Linked DNA regions of Mus musculus: regions 1 and 3 are each linked to region 2. A link is a contact called in public Hi-C and HiChIP or PLAC-seq data. All regions are on one chromosome and are shown on one strand. The core of a region is the stretch at or near the end of the contact, and the rest is flanking DNA. Distances in the headings are between cores, read along the strand shown.

Region 1 (3,183 bases), core at 181-2,680, 840 kb after region 2:
CATAATTCAACAAGAAAAATGCAGTTTAATGTACCAATGGTTCTTATTACTGGCTCTGGAGCCATAAAAAGGCACCAGTGAGAAACAGAGGAGGTGCAATTAATCCCATTGTCTTCCTCTGAACACTCTCATCCCTGTAAAAGTTTGTGTGAGACCTTTCACATAGACTACATTTTCTGCCTATGCCCTATTTCCCAGTAAATCTGCGAAACTCCATCAATTAACAATAACAAAATGGAAATCTAATTCTCCAAAAGGCCACATAAAAAGTCAATGAAAACTCGCAGTGTCTCAACTCCAAGCTCTATTTTATGCTTCTCTAGCTTTCAGGTTGTGATTCTTCACCAGAACCCATGTCTCATCAAGGTGACTCTTCAGGCAAGAGTTTTCTGCTGTAATAATAAATAGGGGTGACATCTCACATCTATTTAACAGCACATGAGATAGACACTAGCACGCTGCTTCTTATAAATGGAGCATGGCTGGGCTCAGCTCAGCGGAATGTGGAAGCAGCCAGAATAGAGGACAGGAATAGGATCTCTGCTTCTGTATTCCACCCACCCCCCCACCCCACCTCTATGCCCAGACCTCTCCTTGGCATGCCAGCGTTCCATTCAAGGGTAGATGGCATTTTCTAGGATACTGATTCTTAGGTCTGAAAGGCCTTTGCTGTTTTGCTAGGCATTGGCATACTGGGGGAAATAAGATACTACCCCGAATTCACTCCTCTGCCACTGGACCCAGCAAAAATAGGAAGAAATTACTAGCAAGCACTATTTTCGCCTAAGCCCTTCTCCAGAATACTAAGAACCTTATTATCAAAGCTCTAAGATCTAAAAGCATAACCTAATTGCAACCAGTCTGGAAAGAACATGAAAAAAAGTCACAAGTGCTGTTCAGCATGCCATGGTGATTAATAGTCAGATATGTGCTGGGAAAGAGCCACTCCAACAATTTAGAAAATCCAGCCTTTGACTTCCAATGGAAAAACTTCTGGGGCTAGGCAACATCTGCTATCCCACCTACACACCCACCCACTCACCCACCGAGAAGGTTATGCATATGGGGTAGGTGATCCCTGTTACCCCACCCCCCAGGATGGTGTGTGTGCTGTGGTCCCCAAGTGAGGAGTACCGACTGTAAACTTCTTTAGCCTTTCTATTCCTAAACAGTAGGAGTCCATCCACTAGTTCATTACACTGAGGTTTTTATTTTTCAGAAAATGACTCTACTGCTTAAATCAAATGCTGCAAGGCACTGTGGGATAGTGGTTGTTTAACATTTCAAAAATAGCCCCTAAAGATAGTCCCCATGACATTAGATAACTTGCTACAGATGTCTGCAAAGGGTGGGAAGCAGCTTTGGCCCCACAGTGACATCTGATCAAAGCCCCAGTTCCCTTTCCTTCCAGTCACTTAATTTCCCTCTAGAAAGCCTGAGCTGACATACCAGAAGAGAAGAAAGCGCCTTTGTGGGTGGGGTATCAGTGCTGTTACCATTGCTCTGTTGGGAGACACAGCATCACATCACAGGAGAATGTAAAAAGGAGAGCTGATGGGCAAGGAGGGGCAGAGCGACAGACTGACAGCCACAGAGACACTGGGAGAGGTGACATATGATGACACTTCCTCTTTCTGCAGCCTGTAGCTCCCTTCTAGGAAGGAAGCCAACATAAATTCTTGCACTCAGCGGTGCCCAGATAGACCGGAAAGAAAACAAAAAGGCGAGATTAATCTAAGCATCACAGGTGCCCCTAAGCCACTCTGCTAATACTGCCTTCCAGGGAAGCCTTGATTGGAGGAGGGTTTTGCCAGGAGCTGAGCTACCAACTGCAGACTTCCCTTCTCAGCCCCACACTGCATTTTATTTCTATCAAGCCGTGCTTCTGATTGCCTCACTCTGGAGGGCTGGCAGTGGTACATTAACCTGCTGGACCACAGGGAGAGTCGACGGCTGCCAACGTGGCTATCAAAGGGCCTCTTCTGTACTCGCACTCTCCTGGAGATGCCAACAAAAAGCAGCCACAGAAAACCTCACCTCATGGGGGCATCTTCTTGCCTCATAATTAACCTTCACATTGGTGAGCCCGCTCTATGTAGAAACTGCTCTGCACCCACATTCTAGAACTTTCTTCACGATTGAAAATCAAACTTGGAGCCTGATTCACAGGGAACTCACTTTGATCCTCTCTCCTTGGGTGGTACATGCTCAGCCATTGTCTGTGAACTCTTCTGAAAGCTCTCTGTTTCTTCTATCTCTTTAATTTTTGTGTCCCCTCTTCCTTTCTCGTGGCTGTGACTGTGTCACAACAGGTTTAAGGGAGTCCACTGGGCTTAAACGTATTTAGAAATAATTCTGTCGATTCCATAGTCGTTCTGAATAAACAGATTCTTGCCACACACATGTTATTTGACTCCTGGGAATACAGAGGAAGAGAAGACTGTCCTTAGTGGCTCTCACTAATCCCCGGTCCTTGTGGAACTGGAAAGATTTGACGTTCAATGATCTCATCCTACAATACAGCCTGCCTGTGTAGATATTGTATCATGCTGTCCCATTTTACCTATAATGTGGCCCATTTTAAATAGGCTTTAACTCAAACATTAAGTTTCTCCAGGGCCCAAGCTAACAAAGATCCTCCTTAAAACAGTGGTTCTCTACTTGCGGATCACAACCCCTCTGGCAAATCCTATCTCCAAAGATACTAGCACTATGTTTCATAACAGTAGCAAAGTTATTGCTATGGCATAGCAACAAAAGTAATTTTATAGTTGGGGGTCCCCACAACATCAGAAACTGTAGGAAGGGGTTGCAGCATTGGGAAGGGTAAGGACCACTCTCCTATAATGTTATCTCATACAAATGCATCTTTGGGAAGTTCAAAATATGCAGCCCACTCAGCTTATCCTGCTGATCTCATCCAAGCACTGTAAGAAGCCCCACTTCTTAACTCTATTACTTTTTACTAATGCAGTAAGCAACATAGCTACATAGCTGGTAAGCACTGACCTACCGCTCAAGATACAGTACATAGACTACAGGTTGTTCCGCTTATCACACAAGCCCTGGCCCACAACAATAGGCACTGCAACAAACAGATGATGAGGTAGGACATTGAGCTTGAGATCTAGAGCTTGGCACTTAAAAACGTCTGATCCCTTGAGGCTGGGCCCTCGCAGCCAA
Region 2 (3,394 bases), core at 231-2,730:
AGCATTTTGGGGCACCATACGTCAAAAGGTATGGTCAAAATAGTGAATGAGTTCCCTGAGACTTTAATATCAGAAGAAGTCACTAGAGGAGACAATAGGGAATTGGTAATGAATTGATGTCAAGTACTCTGCTACCTCCAGTGTAAAGCTGCTCAATACTTCACAGCCCAGAAGTGTCTGGGCAACTACAAAGCTAGAAAAGCTAGCTTACTCATCTTCTTTTGCCATTTTTGAGTTTGGTTAACACATTCCACAGCTGACCTCTACCCACCCCTCCACTGTAGTAGTGTGAGGGGGAGATTGTGGGACAGGTGCACGTGTGGATCCTTACATACTATCTACATGGAAACGGCTGGTGTGACTCCATAGCGTCAATGTTCATTGGTACCAGCACCTCTGAGGTTAATAATGGTTCTGTAGTAATGTTTTCTTCGTATCTGGTGTTGGATGGCTTTGGGGAAGCACTCCCCCCCACCCACTTTTATTTCATAGACTTTTTAAAAAAAATAGTGCCCCAACTGAATGCAAGAGAAAGTCTAGGGAAATAAACAGAACCAGTGTACCCCCATTCCTTTCCCAGTAACAATTCAGGACAGTATTGGGAGCTCAGGACTGGAAATTCCAGGGAAGGGAGCCTATTGGCGTTACCCACACTGTTCTAACGGATCTACCCTGTTCCCTGTACAGGGACCAGGCATGGTCCATCAGAGTTAGTGTGAAGGGAGAAACATGATGTAGGCACAGAGGAACCAGCAGCAGACAGAGAGAAGTCACAGAAGCTCAGGCATATCCAGTCTTTCTTTGGGCTTCAAAGATTTAAAGAAAGCCACGCCTCTTGGAGATGAAATCAGGTACGCCAGAGTGTGAACCCAGAACCCAGAGAATCTTCTTTATAAACAAGGCTGTGGCTTACACTGGCCCATGCCTGTGTACCTTTTACCCAGTTAGCATTCTCAGTGTCTGGGGTGAGGTTGGGGAATTGAAAAAAGGCTGTGTTGAACTTGACCAACATTTTAAAGGGATTTTGCTCACTCCATCAACCAAGGTCCTTCTGGAATTTCCACATTTATATTTTACGTGGACTATCTCTTAGAATGGCTGTGTTGAGTCTGCGGGGTTTTAAGAGGGTGGGTGTAGTGCAAAGGGTGGTGTAACATTGAATAAAAATGAGATTATTTAAAGCATCTTCCTAACGTTGTAAATGTACTCTCAATGCTGATAGAATTAATTTGACCATTTTAAAGGTGCACATATGCATGCTGCAGGCTCTTCTCTTCCTAGTTAGTTTGTGACCCTTATTAAGATGTCTAGGGTTATTAAGACCTCACAGTAACTTTGTCTTCTTAATTGCGAAGAGCTAGCTCTTCAAATCCGGAAATGGTTAAAACGGTGGCCAGAGGTGGTACACCGCCCTGCCCTGGCCCGGCGCGGCGGGGGTTAAGGTGGGCGCCCGCGCCCCGCACCCGCCAGGATGAGCGCACAGTCCGTGCCTCCCGCCAGCCGGATCGCTTGGAGTCGGCAAGGAGAGAAAGTGGCGGTCAGGGATGGAGCTGCTGCCATGACAACCCCGGCGGTCGGGGCCCGCGCGCGTCGGGGCTGCTCCCGGGAGGAAGGCAGCGCGGAGGCCGGGGGCGGCCGCTGAGCGTGGCGTCCGCGGCTCCGGTGGTGCCGACTGCGCTTCGTCTTCTGCAGCGAGCCAGAGAGCGGGCTAGGGACCGCTGCGGTCCGCCCCTGCCGCGCCGCTCCAACCTTGCTGCTGCGCTGCAGAGACAGCCCAAGCTGCAGCGCGAATCTGGGCTCTGAGCAAGTTGACCGTGGCTCTGCGGCAGGATTCCCGAGTCCGGATTGCAGGAAGCCGGCTTAGCAGGCGCCTCCTTGCTCCCTCCGTGCCGCCTCTTGCGTGCTCTACTTTCCATCTGCTATTGTTCCAGATTGTTTCTGGCGCCGAGCCTTGCTCTGAAACTTAAGAAAGTGCTGGATTTCCTCTCGTTCGACTGAGGAATCGTAGACCACATCTGGGTAGCTGGATTCAACCCAGCCACAACCCCGTTGGATACCAAAGTGCTTACTCCTGTCCAAAGTGCCATGCCTGAACTGCTACGGGGAAGAGGCAGCTTCTGAGACCCGCACCTGTGCGCCTGCTTGCCTGCCTTGCGCTTCTCCTTCCTGGCCACCTTCCTGGCTACAGGCAGCACGGAGAAAGTCCGCCTCGGATGTGTGTGGAAACTGGTTCTCGGAGGCTGCGAGCTGAGGCTGGATTTAGGGGAGGAATATTAGACTTGGAGGAGTCTGCGCGCTTTTCTCCTCCCAGTGCATCGCGCGGTCGCCGCTAGTTCATCGCTGGGTCCCCGCGCTCACTCCCCACCCCACCCACTTCCTGTGCTCGCCCGGGGGGCGTGTGCGTGCCACTACCGGAGTTCTGGGAAGTTGTGGCTGTCGAGAATGGGGGTCTGTGGGTACCTGTTCCTGCCCTGGAAGTGCCTCGTGGTCGTGTCTCTCAGGCTGCTATTCCTTGTACCCACAGGAGTGCCGGTGCGTAGCGGAGATGCCACCTTTCCCAAAGCTATGGACAACGTGACGGTCAGGCAGGGGGAGAGCGCCACCCTCAGGTAGGGAACTGCCACTCTACTAAATGATGATTTGTTTCGGCTGGGGCAAAGGGGCAGGGGTGCGGGTGTGTGCTCTGGAGCAAGCCAGGGCTAGTGGAGAGATCCCTAGCTTGCTGCGCTGCACAATTCCTGGATGAGCTAACTGCTCTACCAAGGAATGTGGCAACCTCAGGGTAATGCTAGGGGAGAGCTGTGCTTTCCAAACCTGGCTCCTTTGACCCAAGGGTTTGTTAAAGGTGAGGGATAGCTGTCTTATTTTGAAGCCAATGGTCCTGCTACTGCCTTTTCCCGAGCCTGACAGCTATGGTGACCTGGGGCTTGGCTGAGACTCAGCATGGATGATCTCCCTGCTGAAGTTAATGAGTCCCAAAGCAGGGATCTGGCTTGGTGTGGATGCCCTCGCACTACCCGTGCCATTGAGAGTTGCCACAGGGTCTGGACTCTGCAAAAAAAAAAAACCTCTTTTCCTGAGCCTGGATTTTACTAACGTTTTTTTCCTGGGTTGTCTGTTCCATGATACGGTGGGCAGAGGCAGATGTGATTTCCTGTCTGAATGTGGCTTTTGGACACTGGTACCATGGACTGTGATTTGTCTGTGGAGAATGCCTTCTACACGAGTGGACCGTGCTCTGATTGTTATGCATGCTCACCAAAGCAGCATGTACAAAACTTGGCACTCAGCAAACCCTAAGCTTTAGTGTTGTGTTGGGTCGGTTCTGGGGTTGAGGGTTGCAAGCTCTGGGGAGGAGGAGGAGAAGAATCTTAGCTACATTTTGTGCTAAGTG
Region 3 (3,219 bases), core at 652-3,151, 860 kb after region 2:
CTGAACATGGCTGGCAGAATAAACCTGAGAGGAGAGGGGTAGAGCAAGAGAGGAGATGCTGACCAAGAGGTTGCCTGGGACAATAAGCCAAGAGACCAGTGTAGTCAAAATGGCTGGAATATACAGGGATCAGGCTAGAGTTAGGGAAGTTGTAGCCTGAGCCTGGGAAGGAGAGATTTAGGGTAGGCAGCAGGATGAGAAACCCTGGGAGGAGTCACAGGTACTGAGGGATTCTGGGAGAGCTGAGAGGAACCACAGGCACTAAGTGACAGTGGAGAGCTGGCTAGCATGTTAATAGGTACCACAGGTAGCCATTTGTCCTGACTTTCTGGGACCTAAGAATTTGTAGGTAGGCGCATGCTCTAGACCTGTAGAATCTTGGCTTTTCCTATAGAAAGGAAAGCAGGCAAAAGTATCTTAGAGAAAAAGCTTCATCTATTGTGCTGGGGATTTGAACTTAGGACTTTGTGATTATTCAAAAAGCACACATATCCATTAAGCCATTACCCCAGCCCTTGATCAGTTGAGATTTAAAGCAATATATTTCCCCCAAAGAGCCTGCAGTTGTGTCAAACACAGGGACCCATGTTTGAATCACTGTTCCTGCTAGAGCAGATAGAATGTAACAGCCCTTATCCCATCAGCCCACCAGAGACTGCCTGTTGGAAACCATCCTCAAGGATTTCTGACTTATACATCACTCTTAACCACGATTCCTACCCCAGCTCTTCTCCTTGTGCAACCAGCAGGGCTTGTAGCATTTTCTCACTCTGGAGTTTTTTTCTCCCATTTTGAAAGCTTTCATTAAGGTTATTGTGGAAGAGAAGAAGAATGAAGCTTGCCATTAATGAAAGTAAATACTGTTAATTACTTCAGCTGTAACTCATCTAACAGCCAAAATGACGTAATAATTAAAGCACCAACCAAAATTAGGCATTTGAGTATAATGATGAATTTAAAATTACACACAATTGTACAAACCTAAGGTGATAACTAAAGTGAAAGGAAATGGGGGTGGTATTCAGTCGCATATTCTAGGATGACTCAGAGTAAGCGATTTTACTGTCACCAAGGAAGATGAAGAAACAGCTGCAATTCTGACATCTGGAATTTCCTGTATGGCTCCCATTTCCTTCTCCTACCCACCTGGCAGGGAGAAATACTATCTACCTTCCATGCCTTTCAGGAATAGGAGTATTTTAGACAGACTTTGAGATTACCATGAGAAAGGCACATCAGTGAGAAGACAATTATGACAATATAGATTTAGTTGCCTTCAATTTCTCAAATTGGATTGTGTTAAGTAGGTGTTTTTTTTTTTAATCTAGTTAACAGTTATAGATAGTAGGCACTTAAGCTGTGCCTGTTAAAATGAATATATTATAGACATACTTTTATCATTATTCAAAATTGAAACATGTCGGGCGTGGTGGCACACGCCTTTAATCCCAGCACTTGGGAGGCAGAGGCAGGCAGATTTCTGAGTTCGAGGCCAGCCTGGTCTACAAAGTGAGGTCCAGGACAGCTAGGGCTAACCAAAAAAAAAAAAAAAAAAAAAAAAAAAAATTCCAATCAAAATTGAAACATAAGAGTTAAAAAGTGAACTTAAAATTTTTGAGATCCTTGCTCCTCCTTGATAGATAGAGTTAGGACTAAAGGGCAGGAATTGTGCAGCATACAGAGTGAAGTTCTAATCTAGGACAGTGCAGACACCAGCATAATCACAAGGAGGTGTTACAGGGACATATCAAGGTTTCTGAATCAGTAAACCAAAGATAAATCCACTGTATTTGCTTTTTCTGGAGAGTTCTCAAGTGATGCTGATGGTATGTCTCAGAGCCCATGATGATCTAGACTGAAGTAACACTCAAATCTGCCCTGGTAACTGAGAATGTTAATACTGAGTTGTCCTCTGCAAGGTTAATTACCCTCCTTTTGCTCAGCATTCTAAATTCTAATAGGAAGCCACACCTAAATGATTAACATATTAACCTTTAAACAGCTTCTATTTATAGATCACCCTGAGTCTGGGGCCTTACAAATGACATCAGATTGTGCAACTCTCTCATCATATTTCCCCACTTGTGTCAACACAAAGAACGCAAATTACTGTGGGGTTTAACTTGCAGAAAAACAATATATTTATCTGAAGATAGTAGGCCCTAGGAGGTCAAGGTCCATTGGAATGTAGCATTTTAACTAGAGATGAAGGGGGGAGGGTACTGGATAGGAGGAAGATTCCCTTTAGTACACAGCCTTCTTGCTCATTGCTCCCATGCCTCTTTCCCTCTAACAGAAGCCTGTTTTTTTCCCCCCAGAATTCCCTAAAAGAATTGTTGGAGGGCAAAGACCTTTATCTTTAGGAATAGCCATTAAATAAAATTGATTTCGTCCCCACTGATTTCTCCCATGTATTGGTTTTTGAGTGGTCAGCAGCTGGACCTGATTCAGGAAATAAATTCTTATTGAATACTCTAACTCCCACTGTGTAATAAACAAGTCACATCCAAAATTCAGTGTGCATATTATTGATAAAAAGTCCATCCTTTGACTTGATGCCTGTGAACAAATTCTTAGCCCATATTACTTAATCATAAACAAAAAAATATCTACCTAAATAATAAGTAGATATGACAGAATCTATTTTATAATGAGTCAAAAATTGCATTATGAATATTTCTACAAGTAATTTAGTGTTTGCTAAATGATAGCAAATCATATAGCCTGCTTCCTTTGCCATGCTTGTAAAGTGGGGCCAGTACACCTTGACTGGTCTTTTGAATGGAATCATTGTGAAGGTGAGATAAGCCCCTGTTAACATCGATCTTGGAGAGCACAAGGACTTTGCATGCTGTATATACACCGTTATTATTTTTTATTATGTGACTATTCACAACTAACCAAGAAAAATGTATCTATCTTTTTATAATGTGTTCAACTACTAAATATTCAGGCTTCTTAGCCCTTAATTGTAGGCCCTCTTTTCTTCTGATTATAACTGAAGAGCTACTGTAGAATTCAATCTCACTGCTAAAATGTATTAAATGTATTTCTCTGTCTCAGAACTCTCCTTTGCATTTTTTTTACCTGCATATTCATCAAGTTCTGCAAAAAACGAGTTCTAACTCTTTTCTCTGAAAACTCACCTTCTGCTTTCTTGATGTAACTATACACATTTAGTCAATCGAGCCAGGAGGAAGTCACCCTTGACAGATCTCT

What was found. Hi-C and Micro-C count contacts between places; a contact is called where the count stands out from the background. HiChIP or PLAC-seq counts read pairs in DNA pulled down with a chosen protein or histone mark.
Region 1: a Hi-C map of cerebellum shows a contact between it and region 2, with 2.1 times the contacts expected there. The contact joins the enhancer-like site here to the promoter of Ntm in region 2. A contact is called at or near these places in 3 of 484 Hi-C or Micro-C datasets (cerebellar granule neurons and cerebellum) and 4 of 115 datasets of contacts at active chromatin or transcription factors (VIP interneurons, embryonic hindbrain, forebrain and 1 more).
Region 3: an H3K27ac HiChIP or PLAC-seq map of embryonic stem cells shows a contact between it and region 2, with 5 times the contacts expected there. The contact joins the enhancer-like site here to the promoter of Ntm in region 2. A contact is called at or near these places in 1 of 484 Hi-C or Micro-C datasets (cerebellar granule neurons) and 7 of 115 datasets of contacts at active chromatin or transcription factors (VIP interneurons, embryonic forebrain, embryonic hindbrain and 3 more).

The regions. Positions count from the first base shown.
Region 1 is chr9:28,567,823-28,571,005 of GRCm38.p6, reverse strand. All of the region lies in intron 2 of Opcml (opioid binding protein/cell adhesion molecule-like), which reads right to left. Among named protein-coding and RNA genes, the nearest start is that of Gm39313, 170 kb to the right of the region's middle. Within about 2 kb of position 1,430, at least 44 of the 459 cell types and tissues checked have an H3K27ac peak or open chromatin away from gene starts, as enhancers often do. A contact at or near this core is called in cerebellar granule neurons, cerebellum and forebrain, where this site is marked.
Region 2 is chr9:29,410,771-29,414,164 of GRCm38.p6, reverse strand. It overlaps Ntm (neurotrimin), which reads left to right and starts at 1,480. Exons shown (of 7, transcript NM_001357602.1): 1 at 1,480-2,609. The coding sequence starts at 2,443.
Region 3 is chr9:28,551,488-28,554,706 of GRCm38.p6, reverse strand. All of the region lies in intron 2 of Opcml (opioid binding protein/cell adhesion molecule-like), which reads right to left. Among named protein-coding and RNA genes, the nearest start is that of Gm39313, 160 kb to the right of the region's middle. Within about 2 kb of position 1,901, at least 4 of the 459 cell types and tissues checked have an H3K27ac peak or open chromatin away from gene starts, as enhancers often do. A contact at or near this core is called in embryonic stem cells, where this site is marked.